Regions from separate parts of the Drosophila melanogaster genome. Here region 1 is linked to region 2. A link is a contact called in public targeted proximity ligation data. All regions are on one chromosome and are shown on one strand. The core of a region is the stretch at or near the end of the contact, and the rest is flanking DNA. Distances in the headings are between cores, read along the strand shown. Region 1 overlaps CG32264. Region 2 holds the start of lncRNA:CR45820 (long non-coding RNA:CR45820).

What was found.
Region 1: a targeted proximity ligation map of the Kc167 cell line shows a contact between it and region 2, with 5 times the contacts expected there. A contact is called at or near these places in 5 of 107 Hi-C or Micro-C datasets (the Clone 8 cell line, the D17-c3 cell line, the Kc167 cell line and 1 more) and 3 of 7 datasets of targeted methods (the Kc167 cell line and the S2 cell line).

Annotation. Positions count from the first base shown.
Region 1 is chr3L:3,768,924-3,773,325 of dm6, reverse strand. CG32264 reads left to right here. Exons shown (of 11, transcript NM_206268.4): 3 at 3,920-4,084; 4 at 4,150-4,248. Among named protein-coding and RNA genes, the nearest start is that of ppk27, 16 kb to the right of the region's middle.
Region 2 is chr3L:3,554,287-3,558,704 of dm6, reverse strand. It overlaps lncRNA:CR45820 (long non-coding RNA:CR45820), which reads left to right and starts at 2,406. Exons shown (of 1, transcript NR_133166.1): 1 at 2,406-3,074. All of the region lies in intron 3 of Eip63E (Ecdysone-induced protein 63E), which reads right to left.

The sequences.
Region 1 (4,402 bases), core at 611-3,110, 220 kb before region 2:
ATACCTTGCCCAACAACGTGCCACCGGGCGTGACCTATCCCCCCAACTGAACTCCCCTTTCACTTGCCAATTCGATTGCAAACGATTACATTTAATTTCAGGCTTCATATTGCAATCAAATCGACATTAGACCGGGCCCACAAATTGCCAGCGACTCGGTGTGTGCGTTCAATTCATTTGTAATTGCCATTGCCTGGCTTCAATTAGTGCCGAATAACCTTCAAAAAAATAAAAAAAAAACAAGAAAAAACAAAAAAAAAACCACACCAAAATCTATTTTATAAAGAAAATTAGCATGGGGTGCAAATGAGAGAAAATTGCAATTTATTTTTCACACAAAAAAAATTTTTCTTTTCTCTGCGAGTGTTTCACTTTCCGCCAAAGGCTTCAACCTGTCTGACATTTTGGCCACGATTTTTTTTTCTCGCACTCAGCTAGAGATGAGCCGTGATTTGAATTAGGTCTTGAAGATTATAATTTATTAACTCCTTAAAGTTACCAAAAAATTTATGTGAATTTATTTGCGAGTGTGAAGGAAAATTTACATTTACCGATGTTTACGATAATAATAGCACATTTTTCTCACGCACCCACCGCCAATACATTACTCTTATTCACTGTAATTAACTTTTGGTTTGTTTTTGTGGGATTTCAGCTTTGACATGTTGTGTCAGCCTCAGTCTCTGATTTTTCACTCACTTTTGCTTTTGTGGTAATTTATTCGTTGGCTCAAATACAAAATGTGTTGCATGCGATAAGTTGTAGAAATAATTTATATATATACCTTTGACTTTGTTAGGTGCCTAAAATCCCCGGCTTAAGTTTATTTCTCAACTCTTCTTCTCTGTGTTGTTTTTAACAAATTGTTGAGCACATCACGTTGTGCAAATAAATTCCCCCATGTTATTGTTAGCTGTTCGTTTTTTATTCACTTATATTTATTCATCGTGTTTGCGGTGTAGTTATCAGCGACGATTTTTGTTTATTTATAAGCGAGTAGTGCGCTTTAAAGTGGAGCAAGCCAATTGACATTTTACGTAGAACGGAATTCGTACACCTTCAATAGATCGTATATGTATGTACAAACAAATGTACCATATATAGAACGTTAAATGTATAAAAACCAAAGCAGCTTATTTAAGCTGCAAATTCAAGTGAAAATCCATACGTTTTGAACCCTTTGCATAAATCCAGCTTAAACATTCATAATTTGTGTGCTCGTAATAATTTATCCGCATATCGAATGGATGTTTTCATACTTTTACTCCTTGACTCTCATCTGGTTGTCAGTTTATGGCTTGTTTTTTGCCCGAGTACTGTGTTTTTCCCGTTGCTACCCCCACCCCCCTTGAGGTACCACCCATTCACATCGTGTAACATTACATACCTACAACAATGAGAAGAAAACATTTTTCCAGCAAGAGTCAGCCATATTTCTTGGGTTTTCTCTCTGCCTCTTTAACTGTCTCGCTTTTGGCCTCAAGCGAATCTGGCGGGCGCCCCGAAAAATTTAAGACCCACTACAGTGGTTATTGTTAAAGTGTATACTTCATAAAATATATGGAATAAATATCTAAATAATTATATCTTGATATAATATAGGTTCATAAAAGCAAACAATAGTACTTATTATTCATATTTAATAGTCAGATTTATCCATCTGTAAAAAATTCATGTTATCAATGCCTTACTGTAGTAGTAACAAAAAACTGCCGCTCAAGCGAGAATAGCAGCGAAAACAATAACAGCAACAACAAGCGAACAATGACAACAACTTTCGCGAAAACCCGTTGCTGTTTTTTGTTTGGTTATTTTTTAATGATATTGTTGCTGTTGCTTTTGCCGCGCCCTTCACTGGCTTTTGTTGTACTTGGTTGTTGTTGCCAAAATCTTGGAAGCTGCTGCATTCATTCAAACGTCCAACGATGCTCCCCAAACCGGTTCTCGCCACAGAAAATCGTGTAAAGAAAATGAAATAAAAATAATATAATGACGACAACGTCGACTGCGTTGTTTATTTTCGTGTGTTTTGCATATAGCGCACATTATTTGCCTTATTTTGTATTTGGTTTTCCCTTTGGGCCATAAAAAAAAAAAAAAAACGGGGAAACAGCCGCGGAAATTGGGGAAGACGCGTCCGAAATTGCCATTTCGTCTTAACAATTTCTGGTCTCGTGCTGTGATTCTGATGATGTGTAATATCTGTTTACCAGCCGGTTGGGTATGCCGATTTTATGATCTTTTGGACTGGGAAACAAATTAGTTTGAAATTAATTAACTGCTCGGTGTGGGAAGATGCAATGGGTTATTTTTTCCCAGCCATATGAATAAATTTATTAAAACAAACATCATGAAAAGCGCTGCTATAAATTAAGTCATTTTCCTTTGCATGTGAATTAAACCAATTATAAGTTAATTATTTTAGGACTTAAATGTTGAAGTGATTTTAAAGATGAGCTAACATATTCACTGTTCTTATATTAAACGAAACTAAATAGCGACTGTTGGCATTTCTTTTCAACTAAACATGTTCACCAAGCGAATTTGTCACCCAATTTTCCGGGTATTTTCCGCATTTCCCCCGCCGCTGCGCGATTCTCTTTGTTGGCGCCATTCGAAATGAGTCGAAGATTTTCCTAGCTGTTATTCTTTGTAGGGCGTCTGCTGTTGGCCAAAGTAATTCCCTCAAAGTGACACACATTTGCGAGATACACAAAACGAAACTAGAAGCAACTTAAAGATGCTGGACTCACTTCACTTGTGTGTCCTCCTTTTCGCACAGTTTTTATTATGTAACTGGCGGCTGCTGTTGACCAACAATTGACCACAATTGGAGCAGTCGCTGCGAGAGAAGCCCAGTTATGGTAAGAAGATCAGGAAGCCAAATAGTTGTTAGCCCATTTGCAGTAGTTTTACAGTTGGTTCCCCTTTATTTTTCTACCTCCAAGTGCCCAACAAACCCCCCCCCCCCACATCTTTCTCCTATGGCTCAGGTAGCCTAATTTCAACGCTTCAATGCAGGCAGCACTTCGAAGTTTTTCACCATGTGGGTGTAGTCTTTTTTATGCTTCACGTTGTTGTATGCCAGAGCTTATCTGAAAAAGCAGCATCAAGAGCAGGGAAAAGTGGGCGGGATTGGTCGGTCCAACTTCGGAATGAGTCGACATATCTAGTGCTGTTTTTGTTGACTTTTCTTTGCCTTATCTTCATCCTTTTGCTGATTTACGGGTATGTATTTCTCCCATTTTCTCGGCATCAATTGTTTGGGAAAGAGATTTTCCAATGCAAACTGAGATGGAGCCTCAAATAGCAGAGTAGGAATTTAAATATTTGTCCAGTTGAAGGAATGAAAATACAAATATTCCACTGGGAAACTTCATTCGCTTGAGTGAATATATTTATAAGCCTTTGACGTTCAATTTAAAGTTTATCTTTTGCGTTCGATGAAAGGGAAAAGATTGATGGTTTGTTCAAATTTGGAGTACATATTTAAAATTGGAAAGTAAATTCAATTTCGCTTAACTTGAAGTGCAATTAGCAGTTATTTTTTATACAATACTTTGTTTAAAAATCCTCCCTTTTAATGACCTGCCTAATAGGATTTTACGCACCGTTGGCAGTGCATTTTGTATTTCTTTGTTGTGAATAAATCCATTACTGAATTCCTAGCTTGCAAAGCATTTCGCTAATGATTGCACAATCGTATGAAATTGCAGTTTGCACACATATTTCAGGAAAAGCAAAAAAACAAAAGCCGCAGTAGCGGTAAAAGTGGGCGTGGAATGCGTCCATTTAATAAGCGGTGGCCCAAAATGGGGGAACGCCCGCTTCCGTTTCCGGCAGAGCGTTTTCATTGAAATGTTTTACCATGTATGCTAATTACTAATTTGCCCCTCTTCGTTTTCGTTTTCGATTGCAGCTAAGAAACAGAATGGAGCTGCCATACGCACAAATAGCCTGGGTTCGGGCACTAGGACGCCACCTTTGGAAAGGAAGAGCAAACTCAGTGCCCTGGGCAGATTCTTTAAGCCCTGGAAATGGCGACGGAAAAAGAAGAGCGAGAAGTTCGAGGCGGCCTCCAAATGTAAGTAAATCAAATGCATGCAAAATGTAGTATTTCTAATATTAATTAATATGATTTTTTTTTAGCCCTGGAGCGTAAGATTTCTGTGCGTGCCAATCGTGATGAGCTAGTGCAAAAGGGGATTCTAATGCCTGAGAGTCCCCTGGGCAATATTCCAGAACCAGGTAAGTTTTCAAAAAATATTATATCCTAAATAAATAGTCTTTACTTTAATTTAATTAAGAATATATTGAAAATACCATTCGAGTGAATTCTTGAGCAGTATTTACATCAAATCCATTCTATATAAAAGTAAAATCACATAAGACTCCAGCTGAA
Region 2 (4,418 bases), core at 1,157-3,656:
ACAGTCTTCCGATCGCAAATGTCGTGAACGTTGTTTGACGTCAGCGTAAGCCACCGAAAATAAACAATACAACGGGAAGAAAAAATGCAGCGGCATAGATAAACAATAAACAAAGGCACGAACAGCATCAGCAGAAATGGCAAATTGAAAACTGCATTAGGAAATGGCAAAAGAACGGAGCGGCGAAGGGAGGATCCCTTGACATTCACTACAGAATTAGAGTCATTGAACGAGTGAAGAACGAGCTAAAGATGCCAAAAATAAAGTTGTACAGCAAAAAAAATGAGAACCAGACGAGCTGGCGGCAAACTTGCCAGTTACACTGATAAATATTTATTTAAATGATTCTGTATTATATAATCAAATTAAATGTAAGCTCACTGATTTATAGCATGCAAGATATGTCCTTATTGTGGATATTATTTTTTTCAAAGAGCCAATCATTTTTTCCTCTGCAGCTAATTGCAAATTGACTTCCAAACTATTTCAGCCTAATTGAATTCTACCCGCGTTGCCAAACAGCAGACCAGAACACAACCGCCAAAGAAACCAAACAACGAAATAGTAAAAGCCGCGTTGAAAACAGAATTTTTACGATTTACGTCGGAAGGCTGTGAATTTCACTTAAAATACTTTTATTATGGGCGGTGAGCCTCCAAAGAAAATAAAGGGGGGGGGGGGGGGGAAAAAACCTGCTCGCATTCAAGGCACGTTTTCCAGGCAGCATTGACGCTTGGCCTGGCATATAAAAAAAGATTCGGTTTTTTCTTCAGCTCCAGACAACACATGTACCTGTAATGTAATGTACCCATTCGACAAGAGTCGAAACAGCAGCAACACCAGCAACAATGAGCCGTTTAAAAACAAATTATCGAACATGTACGAAACGCCTGTCACCGGCAGAGAGTAAAATAATAAAATGGAACGGGGCACAAATGTTTATGGACAGTCAATGATAGTCGGCGAAAATGCAGAATAATCCCGAGCACGGTGTCCCAAGGGGTTAAGCTGTTTGAAATTGGAAAATGTGTGGTGTTGGGAATCGGTGAAAAAAGATAAACACACATAATTGACAGAAGTAGAACAAACCGAATGATGTAATGCAACTCAGGGAGTGCCAGGTGCACTTTAAGTGCTTCTAGTTGCCTGCTTATCAGTCGGTGGAGTCTGTATTTATTTTACTGCTATTATTACCTAACTACATTTCAGTATTTCATGATAAATATATACGAGAAGAAAAAAAATTAAATATTTTTCTCGAAACCTTTAACCCCTTCGCAATGGTGAACCATTAACCCGAAACACAGTTCAGTGCTCAGTGCCACTCATCAATGTCACAAACATAAGCACGGAAAAATCGAGGAAAACCCTCCATGTTAGAGGCCTCACTAAATTACTCAGAAATTCAGGAATTCGTGTAATAAAACACGGAAAATACCCGCATAAATTTCTTTTCAACGCGCTGAGGGCGTAAAAAAATCTTCCGCTATATGGATTTTGCGCTGGCAACATGTATGAGTACTTTCTCATATAACTTATTTAATAGTGCAACATTTAGTGGGAGGTGGGGGGTAGCTGCATTAAATGTGCTTAAGCGAGCGAAAGGTCATGTGCGTGATTACTCATACGACGTGTGGCCGTCGCGGAGATCAGCTCACATGCCGGAAAATAAAACTGAAACCAAATGAAAGAGGGTTTTCATATCAATGACATGACATATTAAACGGGCCACCAAAGCGGATTTGTCCACATATATGTATGTACTTCAAATCTTCAGATAAGTTGGGGCGGAAAGTTGTCGGGATGTTGGCGTTGGTCGGTGGGCGGGGCAGATGGCATCTGTAGCGTTTCTTGCTCTTCACAAATCAGAGCGTAAATACAATGCTGAAAAGCGATGGGAAAGCGAGACGAAAAGCGAGAAACGATGCGTGTTCTGATAGCGGAATCTGCTCAGTGGCACTTGAATGGACTGTGATGGTACAGGGATTACTGGATATAAAGAAACTGGTCAGCACTCGTAGGTTCAATACCAATCAGTCAAGCTTTAGAAAGGCCAAAAGCTTGATAATAGAAAGTTTAACTTAAGTGTGAAGAGATAGTAACTATTTTAACAGTAAATCTGCTTTTAATTGATTTTTAATCACATCTAAGCCGCTCTGAAATCAATTTAAAGCTTACGACCCGCATTTCCATGTATCATGGAACTATAGATCCACTTAAAGCAGTTATCACTGTGTCAGCAGCACATATGCGGGCAGAGTCCAGTTTAGTTCTTCTGAGGGCATTGAAAAGACTTGGGAAGTGAGTGGCGGAGATACCATATAGAGAGAGGGTGGGTGTGGAGTTCCGGGAGATAAAAGCGAGTCGGTGGAGGAAGCATCAACAGTCGGCGACCATTAGCTGCTTATCGCGCTTCGTCTTCGGCTGCTGAATCTTTTATATACATTTTTCTCGGTTTTTTCCCCATTTTTTTTTTTCTGCCATTGAGTAGGTCTGAAAATAGCAGCGATAGTGAGCTCAAGTGTAAAGTTATCAAGTGGCTGCGACTGGCGGCCAGATAGACGGACACCAGTCAAGGGTTAAAGCCATAGACAACGTCGAGTGTGTTTGGCCATGGCTTGTGACATAAAATGCTATCAGAAAGGATTATGACAAGCCTGCAAAAACGAGAAAAACATGGCTAAGAGCGAGGTGAAACACTGTACAGAACTGTATCACTGGCACAAAGAAATAGAGACGACGACGACGACGATGATGATGATGCGATGGCGACGATATAGCCGACAACCAAGTGTCAAAGTCGGACATTCGACGCCATAAAATATTTACACCAAAAAGGAGCAAAGGAGCCTCGAGTTATCTCAAGAATCTCACTTCAGTCGAGCAAAGTTATCCTCTATTTCATAGGAGCGGAAGTGGGCGGAGGAATAAGTGTCACAATTGTTGGTTAAGTAAGTTGAGGATTTTTCACTTGAGGCAAGAGGTGTTTGTAGTTTTATCTAAGTCGAGGTGACCAGATTTAAGTGGTTGTCGTTGTGAAATTTTACGTTTTTATTTGGAACGAATAAATGTATTACAACTAATCCCTGTATTTCAAGTGAACACAACTACGAACATGTTTTCATATCTTAAATCCACTTTACAGACATCCTCAAAAAACTCGAACTCAAGAAAGAAAAATCCAATGAATCATTCCATGTTATCCACAGCTCAGAAGACAGAAAAGATCATATGTGTGCGTGATTCCGGTCTGTGTAATTCTGATCTATGGAATGCACTCATCAAAAGCTGAAGAGGAAGCGCTGTAACTATAAGCTGCACCGGAAAAAAAAGAAGTCCAAGCAAGTGCTGCACTATACAAGCATTAAAAACGATTTTAAAAACGATCTCTGTTCGTAAATAGTTTAGTTCGTACTAAACTAAACAGAAAGGTACTACTGGATTTATTTTCCTTCGTTTTATTATGGTGGCTATATACTTTGACTGCTCTTCAACTGAAGTCTAGTTTTATTGTTTAGCGTGTAGGTACTTAATTTCTGTTGTGCAACGTCTTATAACTTCATAACTTTTATGGCCGGCGAATGAAGCAGTTTAGAAGGAGCGACTGTGAGTTACAGACACAGAGCTGGGTGTAATTAAAACGAGGCAACACAAGCGGCAGCTCGTGCGGCAATTAACGATAGTTAAGCTGCAAGTATCAGTTCGCTGACAAGCGGCTAAGACAAGACAAGTCCAGCAACTAGCAACTACAGTTAGTGTGTTGTTGTTGTAATGGCCTTGGCAGACAACTTGCAACTCGAGTGACATTCCTTGGTTTTATTTGTTCCCCCTTTTCAGTTGCATCAACCAGCTGCTGCACAAAACTGCTCAATAATGCAAGCAAAACATTTAAACTTCAGCTTAAATAAAGCCAACTCTACCAGATGTTTTATATTCTTTGGTTAATGCAACATTTATGAGCCGAGGCGAAACAGAAGCTCCCAAATGGCAAAATCGTGAGAAATTGTTTCAATGCAAGCTCAAGATGCATTTGAAATTGTTTCCGCTTGAAGAATTGCCCAATTGTTGACGCGGGTGCTGCATTTCCGAGGGGAAAACACTGACATATTGGTTGTGGTGCGGAAAATTCGCTGCAAACTTCATTCTTCATCGAAATGAAATAGTAAAATTGCTCACTGAACATGAGTTGAAATGTTGTAAAATGAGCATGAAATTCAGAAAGAAATTCATTCTGACAGGATTGATTGATGATGAAAGGAAATCAGTTGGTGAAATAATTATTGAAATTACATATGAATTTAAAATATATTGTAGTCTGAATTTAACTATTTCCTGGTCACCAAATTTTTCTCTTTTCCAAGAAATTTGAAACGACTTATTTACCAACACATGATCCCAATTAAGGCCATATACTCGGT